Linked DNA regions of Mus musculus: region 2 is linked to region 1. A link is a contact called in public HiChIP or PLAC-seq data. All regions are on one chromosome and are shown on one strand. The core of a region is the stretch at or near the end of the contact, and the rest is flanking DNA. Distances in the headings are between cores, read along the strand shown. Region 1 overlaps Cep83 (centrosomal protein 83). Region 2 overlaps Plxnc1 (plexin C1).

The links. HiChIP or PLAC-seq counts read pairs in DNA pulled down with a chosen protein or histone mark.
Region 2: an H3K4me3 HiChIP or PLAC-seq map of embryonic basal ganglia shows a contact between it and region 1, with 2.6 times the contacts expected there. The contact joins two enhancer-like sites. A contact is called at or near these places in 1 of 39 promoter capture datasets (hippocampal neurons), 1 of 484 Hi-C or Micro-C datasets (nephron progenitors), 4 of 115 datasets of contacts at active chromatin or transcription factors (the 230-238 cell line, bone marrow-derived macrophages, embryonic basal ganglia and 1 more) and 1 of 9 other capture datasets (adipose tissue).

What each region holds. Positions count from the first base shown.
Region 1 is chr10:94,708,143-94,711,980 of GRCm38.p6, forward strand. The region is part of intron 1 of Cep83 (centrosomal protein 83); the gene reads left to right. Among named protein-coding and RNA genes, the nearest start is that of Cep83, 21 kb to the left of the region's middle. Within about 2 kb of position 1,714, at least 17 of the 459 cell types and tissues checked have an H3K27ac peak or open chromatin away from gene starts, as enhancers often do. A contact at or near this core is called in embryonic basal ganglia, where this site is marked.
Region 2 is chr10:94,903,706-94,907,543 of GRCm38.p6, forward strand. It overlaps Plxnc1 (plexin C1), which reads right to left. Exons shown (of 31, transcript NM_018797.3): 4 at 2,760-2,860. Among named protein-coding and RNA genes, the nearest start is that of Plxnc1, 39 kb to the right of the region's middle. Within about 2 kb of position 2,141, at least 88 of the 459 cell types and tissues checked have an H3K27ac peak or open chromatin away from gene starts, as enhancers often do. A contact at or near this core is called in embryonic basal ganglia, where this site is marked.

The DNA of each region.
Region 1 (3,838 bases), core at 464-2,963:
TTGGGGAAGGTTAGGAGGTATGGTCTTGTTGTAGAGATATGTCACTGGGGCTTGGACTCTGAGGTTTGAAAAGATATGTCACTGGAGCTGGGACTCTGAGGTTTGAAAAGCCCTCACTATTCCCATTTAGTTTTCTTTGCCTCCTACTTTTGGGTAAGGCTGTAAGCTCACAACTACTTTTTCAGTTTTGTGCCTGCCTGTCTGCTGCCATACTCACTGCCATGATTGTCATGGACTCACCCTCTGCAATTGTAAGCCCCAATAAACTCTTTCATGAGTTGCCTTCATCATGGGGCAATAAAGAAACCATGATATGTACATTTGTTAGCTTCCTGTCTTGATCTAAACAAACAAACAAACAAACAAACCAGAGATAATTAATTTTCAAAGAAAAAAGCTTTATTTTGGGTCATAGTTTGGAGTTTCTAGGCAACAGTTGGTTGGGCAGATCTATTTGGACCTTTGTCCAGTGGCAGTGATGGGTAGTGGGTGATATAGTAAATGTTGTGTCTAAGAAGCCAAGGAGAGAAGGACCTGGAAGTGTATAACCCTCCTTAGCAGCATGCCTCTGATGACCTAAGGACTTCCATAAGAATGTGAAGGAACAGTAGGCAGCCTTTGTGTTCCAGCCATGTGGCATGGGACTGAGCTAAGGACTTTGTACCTCTCAGTACTTCTGCCCTGGAAGGTCCTTTAACACAATTGCTTTTTGGGGACATTTGACATCTAAACTGTAGCTAACATGTTTGTTTCACTGACCACTATCATTTCTTTGAGGATTAGGTGTTCTTTTATTTTTATCTTACTCAACAAAATGTCTGGCATAAAATAGGCACTAAAAATTAATCTGTAGTCTGTGGCTGTGGGCCAGCTCTTCCTGGCTGAAGGTAGATGTATCCCTCAAACTCTTATTATACGTAGACTAGTCAGTACATGTGCTTAGTCATTAATTAAGTACTGCTTGATTACTGTGGTTTTTTTTAAAAAAGTAAACAGTTTCTTTGTTCTGGTTCACCTTTCTATTGAAGTTGACTTTTACCTCATTTATGGCTATACATTTTTAAAAATAGTTTTTGACAATTCTAAAAGATGTTTATGTCAATTTCCGTACAAATATAAATTTTTCATTTTAAAGTTTTCAAACTATGTTGTATAGCTGAGAAAAAATTACATTAGGATTTACTTAAAGAATGTATTTCAGGATACATTAGATCATTGAGTAACATTTTGTGTATTAGCCCTGTGGTGCGAACAGAACAGACTGTAATACACACATCAAAAGTGCTGCTGGCTCATAATTTCCCATGTTATACGTCACAGAGCCTATATACTGAAAAACTTTGAAATGAATTTGAAGTATGATTTTGTTAAGAGTCATCTTTGCATTTTGAATCACAATGATAGATTTATAATTTACTACAAATAAGCTTTTGAAGTTGGCTGGTTACAGTATCTTACCAGAAATTTACCAGTTAAGTCGTCATGCAGTAGAAAGTATGATTGTAAGAAAATAATAATGTAATTCAGTGTTTGGTGGTTGATTGCTAACCACTCAAATACATATCTTCTTCCTTTCCTCTTTCCCTGACTTCCCCTGTTTTTCTCTAAATCATAATTATTGAGCTTGGCATGTTGCCAGGGCTCTGAAGGGTCTGCTCCCAGCTGCACTTCAGGTTCTGGCAAAGTGTCAAAATGTGACATTTATTCTCTTTACAAATCATGGGATGGCTAGCCAACTGCCTGTAGAGTGCCTAGTGCAGAGTTGTCTTTGGGTTTGGAGTAAATTTCGAATTTCTGTTTGTAAGTGAAGCAAATGCCTGATGAGTGTTATCACTAGACTTTTTAATATTTTGAAAAACAACAAAAACAGCATTCACTTTGGGGGAATGAAATATTTAAAGTATTGTTTTGAAATGCTCAAAGGCATAGAGCATGTGCTTTTTAATGAAATGTATTTGGAAGCTTTCCATAAGCATCAGCAGCTGTGCTTTTTGAATGTCTTGAATTGCCACACTTTTGGGCAGACATTGTACTATTCATTGCTTTAAAAAGTTGAATGCCTGTGTAGGAGAAGATGTAATATGTAGGTCTGTAGATATGGGGTCAGTCAAAAGTGGTCATAAGGGTGCGTGTGTGCACTTATATCGTTGTTAGAGTTGTAAAGAAGGGACAAGGAAATGTTTGGTTAAAAGTTGGTGTTCGTAGAACTAATTGCCTTTCAGAGACATTCTGTAGACACTAAATTACTAAGATGCCTTATTTTTTTCTTGTTATGGCTTAAATTATATGCTTATTTTAAAAGGATCTTTTAAAAAATTTTATGTGTACGAATGTTGCCTGCATGTATACAGTGTGGTGCCTGCAGAGGCCAGAAGAGGGCATTGGGTTTCCTGGAGCTGGAGTTGGAAATGATTGTTAGCCATCATGTGAGTGCTGGAAGCTGAATCTGGGTCTTTTGTAAAAACAACTTGCAGTGTGTTATCTTAACTGCTGGACCCTCTCTCCAACTTCTGAATTATGTACTTTAAAAATTTGCATTATGGATATATTTAGTTGGTAAACTTTTTATTATAGATTCCTATGCATGCACGTGTGTCTGTTTTGAGTGTCTAATAAATGGACAGGTATCTGAGTCACTGGTTGAAATTAAAGCTATATGACTAATCAATTTAAAATTATAGTACAGGTTTTGAGAATAACAGCCAGGGCTATATAGAGAAACCCTGTCTCGAAAAACCAAAAAAAAAAAAAAAAAAAAAGAATAGAAAGTTGGTGTTTTAGTGATCTGTGTTAGAACACAGTTCATGAATAAAGCTGTGTGAGGAGATTCTGAAAGCTTGTGGGAAAACTCCAAGTAAACAAGAAAAAAGTCTTGTAACCTCTGTTCCTCGATAACATGGGCTCCTCCCAGGTGTGATAAGGAGGAGTGGGGTTACCCACCATCTTCTCCAGGATTCAGAATGATGCTTCCAACATGAGTTGTTCTTGTGATCGTGTACAGCCTAAACTCATGTGACCTGGCCCATGTGACTGTATACAGCTTGTATACACTGACGTGAACTTTGCTGCTAATGACTTTGTCTAACCCTCAGAATATAAATTGTTAGATGCCTTGACTAAAAATGGCTATTGCATGAGACTTTAGTAGGCTTTACTCTCCCAGGTTCATGAAGTCAACTAGAGTGGTAACAACTTGTACTTGTTATGCAAATTATTCTATTAAAAATACTCCAGATGTTACTCCTTTTTGGTTTTAGAGACCAGACCTACGAAATGAAATTGTTGCCAGAACCCTAGGCGAGAATCTTTTCTTTGCCTCTTTCAGCTTTTATGGCTCCAGACATTCCTTGTTATATGACTAACTTTGTTTCATCTGCAGCCTGAAACTCCCTTGTTCCTTCTCTTAAAGGTACATGATTAGCCAGATGTTGGTGGTGCACACCTGTAATCCCAACACTAGGGATGCAGAAGCAGGCAGATCTCTGAGTTTATGGCCCCCTGGTCTACAAGAGAAACCTTGCCATGAATGAATGAATGAATGAACATGATTATACTTAAGATCTACCTATATAATCTATAAACTAACAAGGGTTAGTTTATCCTGTGTGTATATTTAATTACATGTTCATAGTGTCCAGACATTAGATAACTTTTGGGGAACTAGCATTCAGTTCACTAATAGTCTGGAAGCCACAGTTTCAGAATACAGATGAGAAAAATGAGTTGAGACTAAATTGACATTGAATGAGTGGGTGTACTATTTGTTTACTTCATGGTTTTACCATCTTCATACAGGCTTCTGCTTGTTGTAGGTGTTGAGACTATGTAGTCTTGCCAT
Region 2 (3,838 bases), core at 891-3,390, 200 kb after region 1:
CACGGCTCCCTCTCCCCGGGCTCACACAGACACCTGGCTCCTGCTGGTCTAAGGTCACAAAGAAGGTTCCGAGCAATATGGACATACCCTGAGGTCTGATCTATCTCTACGAGCTCTGGGGTCCACACTACTGTTTCCCTCCCATCCTGGACTGAGGCTACCCTCCCCACTGATGTGATTAGGTCATATTTTCTGTCATCTGCTGAAAGACAACACACCACAATATTCACCCTCCTTCCCCCCACCCCTCTCCTTCCTACCGGAATTTTCCCCAACAACACACACAAAAAAAGCTGGTAGGTGGAGTGTGATTGGGCACATGCGCGCGCGCGCCTGTTTGCGCTTGCTTACGGGAGGGTGTGGCCTCTCATTGAACTTAAGAGCTCATCAATTTGACTGGACTATCTGACCAGTGGACTTCCGGGGATCCTCCTGTCTCCGCTTCGCCAGCACTAGGATTACTGACATACACTAGCATGGCTGACATTTTCAGGTGCTGCAGATACAAACTCAGAGCCTCATGCGTTCAGAGCAGGCACTTTACAGACGGGCTGAGCCATCACCTCTTCAGCTCCAGACACCATTATTCTATGTATGTTAAAACAAAAACAAAACAAAACAAAACAAAACAAAACAAAACAAAACAAAACACCTTCTAAAGTTAGACTGGTGAGATAGCGTGGCAGGTGCTTTTACCTGTCAAGCTTGACAACCTGAGTTTGGTCCCTGGGGTCCATCTGGTAGAAGAGAGCAACTCCCATGAGCGGTCCTCTGACCTCCACACACACTATGGAACGTGCACTATCCCACTCCCAATTAAAATGTAATGAAAAACAAATAAACTTTAGAATCCTAAACTGTCTGGAGTCTACGTTTTGCCTCAGAATCGGCGACATATCTCCTCTACCGTTCCCCATAACACCCCCAAGGAGCTCCTCCACTCACTGCTCATTGTCCTTTTGTAGCTCCAGCACCCTTCCAAAAACGGGCCTCTGTCACAGTCATCGATCGCCCTGTCCTAGTCCAACGGATCCGTTTTCCTTTGACCTCCTTGGCAGGAGCTGGCACAGTACGTTGCTCTCTTCCCCCTTTCCCTTGCCTGGCAACACACTCCTTCCTTAAACGCTGTCTCTCCCCTTTCTGATCCTTCCTCATGTTTTCCCCACCCCTTCTGTTTCTAAACATCATAGTACTTGAGTGCTCTAGTACTTGAGTGCTCCCGTACTTCAGCACTCAGCTCTTGAACATCTCTTTCCAGCTAGCACCACCCCTGCCCCCTGCTCGGATACTATTAAGGCTTCTGAAAGGACCATCAAAATACAACCAACTCCAAAATTCTATTACCAACTTGGGCATCTCCCACCAACTCCTGACTGAAGCTTGTTAAACAAGTAGTCACGGCTATTTAAACACCACCACTGTCACCACCATCCATGAATGAACTCCTGTCCAGAGCTCTCCAAAGACACACAGAGATGCAACATAAATGGAATGGATCTTTAAAAAAAAAGAAAAGAAGAAAAAAAAAAGAACTACAGCAACCATATAATACTGGCTGTGATCAGTTAATTTCTTCAAGTCTACTCTTGGGCATGTGACAAGAAGAAAAGGCTCCTACCCCAATTACAATTATTCATGAGAATTTTCTTGGCCCTGTTTCTTTTGTCTGCCAGAGATTCTGAGGGAAGGAGCCCCCGCAAGGGGGTGCAGAGAGGAGGGCAGCCACAGTCCTAGCTCTTGCAGCAGCTAAGATTGTGACTTCCTCCATGAAGAACTCTTAATCCATTCCATCTCCATATTTTTAGTTTGTTTCCCGAGCCTCTCCCTTACATCATAATCACCCTCTCCATTCACGCTCCCTACCCCCCCCCCCGCACCCCCCCCCAGGAGCTCTCTAATTTACTTCTCTATCGCCCTTCATTCCCCCTACCGTCCCTTCGCTCTGCCCTCCGCCTTTCCCTACCTGCTCTGCTCTTTTTATTTTTATTTTTAATCTGTGTTCACCTTTAAAAAACAGAAAGCACCAATCTGACAGCCACTGCTATGTGGCTTGTTTTTTTCCCCCCTCTCATTCCTGCCTGAGCTGCAGTGAAGGCTCTTTCCTCCTTGCTTCTATAGCGAGAGCTGGAGTACTGGGTTACCATAGCAACAGTGAATCCAACCAGGCTGGTCCCAGCGACGATGCTAAGAACTGCCATGGAGAGGAAGCCGCTACAAGTCGCCCTTGAGCCTAGATGGGTCGCATACATCGTAATTCAAGACCAAGCTGGGCAGATTCTGCCTGGAGACTGAGATTGTACATCAGGCCCAGGGCTATATGGTGTGCAAGAAGACAATGCCATTAATAATAAGGCTTCCGCCGAGCGAGCAGAATACACGGCATGATGAGGATTCATTTGAAAAATTTCAAACGTTGCTATTCTTTTTATCGTCTCCAAGGGCGAACCTTTTGCCTCTCTCTGAAGTCTTGGCTAACTTGGTAGGAAATAAAAAGCAAACCCACCTGCACTAGCCTCTCCCGTCTCAAGTCACGGCCCAGACCGGGTGGCCCTGTGTAGCCTGGGTCAAATGACTTGATACTGACATGGCAAGAACCATCTTTAAGAATGAATTATGGTTACATCGTACATTGCAGTCCTGGAGAGCTCTGCTTCGTCACAGCGTGGAATGGATCATTAAAGTAGGGCAACAAGTGTTGGGCCGCATGACACTTTCTGAAAAAAAAAATGTGAGCTGGTGAGAAAAGATTCAGGAAATACCTTTGTAACGGGAGGCACCAGCCACAGTGGGGGTCTGCCGCTGCTAAGCACTCTGAACAGGATTTCCGTTTACTGCAGTTTGCAACAGGAATTCTTCTCACCTGAAAAAGGAGGAGGGCATCCATTAGATGGAATCACAAGCAACACTGGGGGCTGGGGGGAGGGTCATACAGCACAAAGAGTATATTTGTCAACTTGAGCCCTGAATGTCTCCACAGTAGCATCCAATGGCAGATCTCGAGTTCTAGGTTATGGTGTAGCGTGGGAAACTTCTCAAAGTACCGAAGGCTATCCCTGTTCACCCCAGTGATGCCTGAACTCGCAAATTCAACCAAGAGCAGATCGAACACATTTGAAAACAACACTGTGCCTATACGTGCACAGTGCATTTCAATCCTCTCATTCCCTAAGTGATACAGTAGGGTGATTTATATCTATTAACATTGTATTGCATTATAGGCAAGCATTCTATCAGGCATCATAACTAATCTAAAGATAATTTAATGTATATGGGAGGATATGTACAGGTTATATGCAAACTTTTGAGGGCGTTGTGAATCCAACCCCCAGAAAAATACCAAGAGAGAACTGTATTCCCAGACTCCCCTGCGGCCCAGACCCTTCCCGGGTCTGGGGGCAGAGCCTAGGAGTCTATATTATTAGAGCCTTCTCAAGTGAGTCCTCCCAAATTCAGGTTCTGATCTGTGGATAATTACTTCCATAGGGATCACGGAGCCAGGTCTCCTCGTTTTCATACAGGGACAGTCAGTATAATCAGTGGCGCTATGGAAATGAGTATCCGGGTATACGTGATGACTCTGCCCCAGAATGATCAGCATGAGTCCGGCAAGAGATGCGGAAATGAAGTGGTATTAGGGTATCGCCATCACTTCAGCTCCTGGCTTGATGACTCACACCCATTCCATTGGGGTTGCAAATGAAAGAAACCAGAGGAGACAGGGCTGACAGGGTAGTTTAGTAGCCAAGCCCTTGTGTAGCTCGAGGTGCTGGGTTCTATTCCCAGCACTACAAAGGGGGCGGGGGGGTTAAGATAATTTCTTTCCCACTTTCCATTAGTT